Linked DNA regions of Hordeum vulgare: region 2 is linked to region 1. Evidence: chromatin contacts called from public Hi-C data. All regions are on one chromosome and are shown on one strand. The core of a region is the stretch at or near the end of the contact, and the rest is flanking DNA. Distances in the headings are between cores, read along the strand shown.

Region 1 (4,845 bases), core at 908-3,407:
GTTTATGTTACAACGCTCATCGTGTTACAACACCAATACAAAAGGTCTACTCTCGTGGCATGATGGATCCCAATTTCTTTACACCCGCGGTGACCCAGATTTGGGCCTCAATCTTGATGTTAGCAAGTAGAACCGTCGGTGGGGCATTCTTGAGATGGTAGATGCGAGCGTTCCTTTCATTCCAGATTGTCCAAGAGATGAGCATGGAGAGCGTCGCCATGGCCTTCCTATTCGAAACGGTAGAGGCGAAAAGCCCTATCCACCACTCCTCGGTCGAACGTCATAAGTGCCAAGTAGAAGTGTTGATGTTCTCGAATTGGAGCCAATCTTTGATCATTCCGCAAAGTCTAGTAGTATACTGGCATTGGAAGAGGAGGTGGTCGATGGATTCTTGCACGCGCTTACAGAGTGGGTATAGCCCACAATTAGGCCATCCCCACTTGGCCAAGCGGTCAGCAGTCCAAACTCTGTTTTGCATAGCCAGCCAACCAAAAAATTGACCTAAGGTGAAGCCCAAACCCTCCATACCGCAAGCTTCATGAAAGAGCGGAAGGTGCCGAAGAATTGGGCAAGATAGACGGTCGTTTATATATTGTTGTCTTCATTATATTGTTTACTATTTTTCTTGATAATTTTTAGTTATAAGATATATTTTAGATGTCCTTTTTAAAATACAAACAAGTCAACAACATGGACTCCACAAGACTCGAATCCATTTGCCATGAAGATATAAAACAAGACAGAACGGGACGATGTGTAAGGTGAAGTGTTCCTTGCGACTTGCCTTGGTCAAAGCTTACCAATCACTAACAATGGCGGCGGGCCATCTCACATTACATCTATAATACTCCATGTTATCTAATTCGATCTAAATGTTATCATAAGTCTAACAAATAGTCACAACACATACTTTAAAATTTATAAAATATTCCCTTCGTTCTTAAATATAAATCTTTATAGAGATTTCAATAAAAATTACATACAAAATAAAATGAATAAATCTATACTTTAAATATATTTACATACATTCGTATGTAGTTCCTCATTAAAATCTCTAAAAAGATATTTAGAAGTGAAAAGAATAAGTGTTAAGTATATGGAGTGTTATACGAGGGGGCGCGTGGCACCCATGGAGGATGTCAATCCTATCCATTTCAATCCCTTCAGATCCGAAGTGATTTTAGTTCAGCTCGTGTCAAAAGTGGTAGAGTTAAATTGATTGTATCAGAACATATACAATGGTTGATAAGATAACCTTACCTTAAAACTTACATGCAATTTAAAGATGACAATAAAACATGTCTAGAAGAAATTATTTCTTAATATTATTTATAATAACTATTTATTCTTAAAAATATGATGAAACATATTATGCTAACAGATGATCTCTTAAATAAAAAAAGGCAAGCTTTTTTTTTAATCATCTTTCTTTCATCGCAGCATTTATTCTAGGTGACACTTCTAATATAACACTATTGTACATGTCCTCAAAACAATTCCTTGGTGTTTGGGTAGAGGGATTATATCAAACTGTTGATCATATTTGAATTTTCTACTGGTCCAAAGGAAATTGGAACATAATCCATACTTATTCGAAGAAAAGCCCTCGGCAAAAATGCACTCCTACGAACCAACCTGTGCTTGGATAGTTAAAGTGACCGTGGTATCTCTATCCCATCATCATTCAAATCCTGATGCTCGCATTTATTTCTGAATTTATTTTAGATTTTTCGCCAGTGCACATTCAGTGAAAGAAGACGTTTCCATTGACGACGATGTACCTATGATAACTTCGTAAATTTTAAGATGATATGCCAGCTCAGTCTCTCAAAGGTGCTCATAGAAATACGATGTACGTGAGTGTTCATAAAGTGAGTGTATGCGCATGTATATGAGCGCTTCGTCTGTACTGTGTTTAAGTAAAAAGCAAAAATGCAGTCCACAGGAAACTCTCCGACCAAATAATAAAACTACCTTCATAATAAAGATAGTCTAAATGTTAACATAATTGCATTAATATCCAGGTCCATCAAGGTGAAAAGAGCCACGGGGCTATTCACAGAGAGAAAAGTCTAAATGAGCTCCAGAAAACTAATTGGTGTCGAAGTACGGAACCTTCCTGTGAGCTTCACCGCAAAAGAAAAAAACTTCCTCTGAGCTCCAGATAAAGAAGCCGAGCTGGAGCCACCGAGCTACACCAATTACCTATTGAACACTACTCCATGACCTAAGAACCCCTTTGAGTTCCGGAGGAGGAAGCGGACATGGAATTACCCTGACCACTACCTTGACGAAGATGCAGGAAGCCAGGCTCAAGTGAATCATCATCACTATCCACGTCATTTGGAGTGAGCCTATTCTGGTACGCTCTTCGTCGCACCTGGAAAACATTGTGATAGTAACTTACAATGTCTTTTCTGCCCTTGGAACTCATGGCAGCAAACACTTCCTCCATGAATCTGTACTTGGATGATGGCAGATTATTCAGGATAACGGCATTGAATTTCTTTTCTTCATCCCTTCTCCATGTCAATGCTGCATCCTCGCTGATGCGATCAAATCCCATTGCATAAAATGCTGAGCCCAGTTCGCGCTTCAGTTTGATCCTCTTCTCTGTCACATGAAATCTAACACAAGCAACAGAACCTGGGATTTGACAGTTGCAATTATCTGGCCTACCCTTACCAATAGTATCAGCATCAAGGCTTTCATTACTTGGTGCAGGCAAAAGAGGTTGTCCTAGAAATCTCAACACATGCGGCTCATCATAAGGTAGCGAAGGCTTCCCAGTCCAATCTGGAACATCTGCTAGACCACTAAGCCGAGTTCGTGCATGCAAAATCCTGTCACTATTCCCACCTGCACACAGTCGATCATCCCATCCATCGTACTGTGGCAGCTCCTCATTTGTAAGTCCACTCTGCAATGAACAAAGAGTTATATTTTATACATTTTCAGAGTATCTCCTTAAGCTGATTGAATAATCATTGTCATATAAGAGAAGAAAATAATAAATAGAATAAAACAATAGTTCAGAATGCATGACAAATGATTTTAAGTTCTTTGCTGATCGTATATGCGGTCTCTAAGCAGAAATAGAGAAGTTCAGGCAGCCAAAGAAACTGGAAGAGTATTTTAGGCTTATACGTGGTATCAGCTGCTGTATGACAACCTGTTGGCATCATATATCAAGCGGCATAGAAAAACAAAAAAAATCTTAATAACTAAGTCTTGCAACTACAAGAAGCACAATATAACAGAGGGCCTCTGATGAGGTCGGTAAGGATTTAGGGTGGATCATATTGCTGAAGAAATATAAATAGCAAATCCACCCAGACTAAAAGTTTGAAGAAAGATTATCATACACTTTGTTTGTGCTGGCTTAATCTTATGATCAATAGCAAGATAAGTTTAAGCATTAGGATCATTCACAGGATAAAATTTATGAGCGGCCATAGTGCAAGAATCATATCCGAAATATCTAAAAGCCCAAAATAGTAACAACCCAAGTAAGTTCTCATTTTACAAATATGCGTCCATTGTCATACTTGCATTCTCAAAAACTTCTTAAAATCTAAATACCAGATTTCAAATGGCATGATTACTTTGGATTGCCAAATTTGCCATGGCAAAATTACAAAGCAAAAGGGCCCTATAACAATACAGTTGTAAGAGCATCTCCAGCCGTTCGGCCCCCAGGGCTTGAAATAGCGCCGCCTGGGCTCGTGTTCCCAGCCCCCCCCCCCCCCCCAAGGTCGCCCCCAGCCGGTTTTTTCAAATTCAAACTCCGCGTAAATTCGGCTAAAAACGACACAAATTTGAAGGTAATTCAGCGTTTTCATTGATATTTGTACAAACTGAACTAAAAATAAAATTTAAAACAAATTTGTACAAACTACTGCGCCGCCGCTGCCTTCTACATGCCGAGAAGCTTGTAGAAGTTGGTGTAGTCGCCGTCGTCGTCCTGCACTCCACCGCCGTCCTTTCTGCACACCCTGCCCTGGGTCATCGTGGCGGACGGGGTTGGACGGCCCTGGTGCCTCCTCGCGGCCGCGGCGTCGAGCGGCGATCTCCTCGAGGGCGCGGCGCTGGCGCTCCATCTGATCCCGAAAGTAATCGTCCCACGCCCATTTGAGCGCGGTCTCGTTAGCGACGGCCATGGCAAGGTGTTCCTGCTTGACGGGGAGGAACGTCGGCTCGGTCTTCGGCTTGACGAGGCGGGAGGAGGGGGCCGGAGGAGAAGAGACGCAGCCCTCGTTAATGAAAAGGGCGCCGCTGCGCGTGCGCCGCCCTAGCGACGTCTCTAGCAGCGACGACTGGATGCGTGCGATCTCCGCGCGCCGGTCAGCTCCAGAGGGCGGCGGTGGCACCGGTACCCTGCCGACGCTCAGCCTCCACGAGCTCGGCACCCGCATGTCTGGTGGCGCCGAGAGCCTTGTAGAGGAGGCGGGCTTCGGACTCGTGCAGGTGGCGGCGGCCGAAGCCGTTGGCCGCCGCTCCATCACCGGGGTAGCGCTCGGGCATTGGTGGAGAGAGAGGGGAGGCGCCGGTGACGAAAGGGGTGAAAAGAGGAGAGGGGCGTTGGCGGCGAGCGTCTGGCGAGAGGTGTGCGGCAACCGGCGAGGAAGGGGCGGCTTATATAGCCGCGGGCGGGCGGCGAGCGGGCGGCAGCCGTGTGAACGCGTGGCGGGAGTGGACCGGACGCACGTCGCCGTGCCTTCACTGCGCCGCCCGTGAGGAATCAATGGAAGGCTGACCGGTGGCGCAGCCTTCGCATTGATTCCCGCAGGAAACGAGGCGATGAGGACAAGAACGCGCCTAGTTGCTGACTCGGCAGGTCCACAC
Region 2 (4,845 bases), core at 1,703-4,202, 310 kb before region 1:
CAAGGAATACCACGATGTAAACCGGAGACCCAAAAGATGATCATCACTACATGCATGTGCCTTCACAACTACATTCATTATAGCAAGTTACGTGATGAGCATTTTCACAATTTTGACAATGATGCGTACATGCAACCTCCACAGCAGTTTACAGGTGCCAACGCTTTACCACCGGAAGATGACGGTACCATGGCCGCTACACGTGAGGCTATTGCTGTGAGTCTTGTCCCTTGAGATCATCTATTTCTAGTTTACAACTCGCTTTTAACTTGTAATATTAAGGAATGTCATTTCCAACGCAGGTTCTAATTTGTAATATTTGTCCGCTTTATGATATTTTCAACTCGCTTTTGTATTGTAATATTATATATTCTATTAGATTTGCAGCTCTTTTTTGTTTTCATATTATATACATAAACTGTTAGAAATAATCAAGTGTTGGCAATTCATCAATTATTTCAATCTAGGGACATTTGAAACATTTCAATAGACAACTCATACAACAATTATATGCTAGAATCATAAAAAAAACTGAATAGATCATTCTGTAGCTAGACAATTTTATGGACAGTTTCCAGAATTATTTCGAAACAGGCTTTCGCCCCACTTTATTTATAAAGCACATAGACCAGAATCCATACATCATATCTCAACAAAGAAATAAAAAAGAGGGTCCGCTGGGGCAACAACACAATCCAGCCACAGAAAAGAGAAGACACAAAAAAAGCCATCACAGGAACAAGCTAAGAAGCAAGCGAGGTAGAGGAGATCCGTCGGGCGGCCACCATCAACGCGTCCAGGTAGCGCTGAAGCCGGTCCCGGTCTCGAGGCCTAACGAGCGGATGCCAGAGCTGCAAGAAGGCAAGGAATTTGAAGAACGAGTCAGATGCACGTCGCTGAAACACACTCTCAATCACCATCTTATTGCGAGTAGTCCAAAGAGTCCACGTCATAGCTGCAAAGACCAGCCAAAACAGTTGGCGTTTACGGCCGACCTGGGTGGCCCGCACCTGCAGAAAATCTGCAAGGTTATAGGCCTCCCACTCCGGCCCCAGAGCCTCGTGTACAAAGCACCACAGTGCCTGTGCCGCAATGCAAGAGAACAGAATATGAGAACCAGTCTCCAGGACGTGGCACATGGGACAAATGCCGTTACCCGGACCATGGTGTTTCAGCACCTCGGTCCCAAAAGGTAAACGGTCTCGGAGAAGCTGCCAAACAAAAATCTTAATCTTCAAGGGCAACGGTGCCTTCCAGAGTGGGGATAACCACGGGAGGACCGGCATCCTACACAACGCCAAGTAGGCCGAACTAACAGAGAATTCTCCCGAGGGAGAAAGACTCCAAGAAACACTACCGCTGAGCGCCAAGACCGGGAGGGGAACCACTGCCAGTAGTAATTCCCAGTCCTGGACCTCAGCTGAACCAAGTGGACGGCGGAAAGAAACATGACATCCGTCCTCCAACGCGAGACAAGGACAACAGAGTCGGAGCAGATAGCAAAAAGCCTTGGAAAACGAAAGCGTAGAGGCTCCCCCTCCAACCAGGATCTAACCAAAACTTGGTCCCAGACCCATTGCCCACCGAGACACGCAGACCCAACCTAATCTCGTGCTTAATGCTCTGGATAGATTTCCAGAACTGCGATCCTTTCGCGAGCGAGCAGGCTAAGAGGGGTCTGCGTCGAAGGTACTTGGCCTCAATCAATTGAAGCCACAAACCCCCATCACCCTGCAGGATCCGCCACACCCAACGGAGCATCAGGGCCACGTACATGCGGCGGGACACAGGTATGCCCAAGCCCCCTCGGTCTTTTGGCACGCAGATGTCGGCCCATTTCACCATGTGATACTTGGGTCTACCATTTCTTGCCTGCCAAAAGAATCTAGTCAGCTCCTTGTCAAAGGCGTTGTGCACACCTTCGGGCAAGAGATATATCCCCATCATATACATGGGGAGGCTCGCAAGGTTAGAGCTTATGAGAATGGATTTGCTACCTTTAGATGTGAACCTGCCGCACCAAGGCTCCGCACGGGACGCTACTCGTCCCACAAGCGGATCAAACCCACTAACCAGAATCCTGGACTCAGCCAGGGGCATTCCCAAATAAGAGATGGGAAAAGCTGTCAGCTTGCAGTTAAGGTTCTCCGCGATCCTGTGCTGCTCAGCCTCAGAATAGCTCAGGACCACCACCTCACTCTTATCAAAGTTAATCTTAAGTCCAGACATTTCCTCGAGGCAGAGCAAAAGGAACTTAAGATTAGCAATGTCCGAGTCCGAGCCTGAGACCATTATCATGGTGTCATCCGCATATTGGAGGTGGGAAACCCCACCACCCGGGATGAGGTGCCCAACCACCCCCTGGATATGCCCGGCTAGCTTTGCCTTATCCAGGATGCCAGCAAGAGCGTCAACAGCGAGATTAAAAAACAGGGGGAAGATAGGATCTCCTTTCTTGACCCCCCTGGAAGCCCGAAAAAAAGGGCCTACTTCACCATTGATATTGATCGCGGTGCTACCGGATCGAACCAGTTGCATGATCCAGAAACACCACCTCTCGTCAAATCCGCGCCGCTGCATTATCAACCTCAAAAAGGACCAATCAAGACGGTCATACGTCTTCTGAAAATCCAGAATTATGATTGTGAAGAATTACAAGGTGATAAAAACTGGCCCTAAGGCTCGTGGCCGAGGCTGACTGAGGCCACCCACCCCATCTCCGTGCGTGTCAATCGAGTGAAAACGTTTTGTATGGCGTTGATCTTTCCTTGTCAAGCAATTAACGATATGTGTTTGTACGTATGCGGTGATGCTAGGGACGCCCAGCGCTGTGTCAAAGGCTCAATCACACGCTGGAAGAGTACAAAAGGAAATCAAGACGAAGCTCCAAATCAAGGAGGCCTTGCGCAGTGCCCGCGTGGCTCTCGGCGGCCTATTTATACGCACCCCCTCCCATCACACATATCACTCTGCAGCTAGCTTGCACGGCAGTGCATGCCCATATTTCTTCTTTTCTAGTACAAGCTACAAGCCATTGATATTTCCCTAGCCGGATCTTTAGGCCGCGCGGCGAGAGGGGAAAATCGGCCGCATGCGTGTGTCGATCGCTCTGGTGTGGCCTCGTAATGTAAGCTCACTCTCTCTCTCTCTCTCTGCTCGTAGCGTAGCATGCATGCAGCTGGGTGGCTTCGTTTAACAAGAGTTGTTGAGTTTAATTTGAAGATAAACGACGATGCATCCATGTACTACTACATAGTACCACACAACCATTATCTTGTATGCCTTGGTACGGAAGGATTTCGCCACGCCATGCATGCCGATGCGGACGGTCCCTCCGTCACATATGCTGATATGCATGCATGTTCCCAGATTTGGTCTTGGTCCCAAGTTTCGACACTCTGTTCAGAGTTCGTACCTGGCACTACTAATAGTACGTCAATGTGTTGTTAACTTTATGAAGTAGTTTAATAAAGTATGCAGATCCAGCTGCATACCAATAAGCTATGAAATTCTTTCTTGTGCGGGATGAAATTCACCGCTTGGCAAATGTGGTCAGCAATACTCCACACGAGACACGACCCACCTCAATTCACCAGAATTCAAGTCATAAATTTCGCATCAATGCTCTTATTTTCTTGAATTTGTCCTGTGTAGGCCTGTAACGACTTCGTCAATATTAGAATGATGTGCCGATTTGAAAAACTTGTGTTATAGACTTAGGATGTGTGTCATATACTCCCTCCGTTCTTAAATATAAGTCTTTTTAGAGGTTTTACTAATGAACTACATACGAATGTATATAGACATATTTTAAAGTATAGATTCACTCATTTTGCTTCGTATGTAGACCGCTAGTGAAATCTCTTAAAAGACTTATATTTAGGAACGGAGCGAGTAGATGAGTATACGTTAGTGATTTTGATTTTCTGTGTTAAAAAAAAAATATACCATCTGCCTGCCCAAGCACGCAGGAAGAAATTACCCACACGGGCCGCAAACTGCACGACTCACTCTCACACCGATGGGGAGCTCACAGTAGCCCGAGGCCAAAACAAAACATGGACGTTGCTCTCCCGGTCACTCTCCGAGGCAACAAGCACCACACACCTCTCCCGTCGCTTCGCACGCTCCGTACGCCCGAGAGCGTCTCCTCTCAGAGGGGTCAGGTCGACTCGCCTCTCCTCTCATCCGTAGCCGTGTCACGTCGCAGCAGTCAAGATCGCGTCTTGATGAACTGCCAGCCAGCCTCTTTTGGAGTTTCCCGGGGGCCCATAAAAACTTTTGTGCACCAAGTCTGGGAAAGTATAGGACAGCCAGTCCCCACGGCCGGCGTATGTGCGAAAAATGGATGTTAGCCCGGCTGTCACCTCCGCCTGGACCTCGAGCGAGTGGCCGTCGTCGCGCCAAGCTTTTCTACGGAGCGCGCGCTTGGGTCTTTTGACCTGTTTTCAAGTGACACCGATGGTATACTCGTCGCGGCCAGTTTATGGGAAACCGACCTATCAGATTGGACTAGAGGGCGACCATGCGAATGTGATGCCCGGCCGGTCCTTGTCGCCGCACGCGACTGAGCTTGATCGATCTCTCTGTTGCTGTGCCACAACGATAGCTTCTGGACGAGCAGATTAACAAGGCCACGTCCCATGCAAAGACCCCTGCGTAGGCGCTTTAATTCATACGAACAGGAAATGGTTTACTGATTGGCCATTTGAACTTTTTGGCCCGTGAGAGAGAAAGACGGTACTCGAATACTGCATTTACTCGCTTCATAAATAGTTCAAATTACACCAAATATATACATGTTGACAAATTATACATGTTGCAATGATAGAGCAAAAGAGGTGG

What was found. A called contact is a pair of places that touch in the nucleus more often than the background predicts.
Region 2: a Hi-C map of leaf shows a contact between it and region 1, with 4 times the contacts expected there. The contact joins the promoter of LOC123429935 here to the enhancer-like site in region 1. A contact is called at or near these places in 4 of 6 Hi-C or Micro-C datasets (leaf and seedling).

Annotation. Positions count from the first base shown.
Region 1 is chr1H:247,653,658-247,658,502 of MorexV3_pseudomolecules_assembly, reverse strand. LOC123429917 (AT-rich interactive domain-containing protein 1-like) reads right to left here. Exons shown (of 2, transcript XM_045113890.1): 2 at 1,963-2,920. The coding sequence ends at 2,228. Among protein-coding and RNA genes, the nearest start is that of LOC123429929, 3.3 kb to the right of the region's middle. Within about 2 kb of position 2,157, at least 1 of the 3 cell types and tissues checked has open chromatin away from gene starts, as enhancers often do. A contact at or near this core is called in leaf, where this site is marked.
Region 2 is chr1H:247,969,003-247,973,847 of MorexV3_pseudomolecules_assembly, reverse strand. It overlaps LOC123429935 (silicon efflux transporter LSI2-like), which reads left to right and starts at 2,952. Exons shown (of 4, transcript XM_045113902.1): 1 at 2,952-3,127.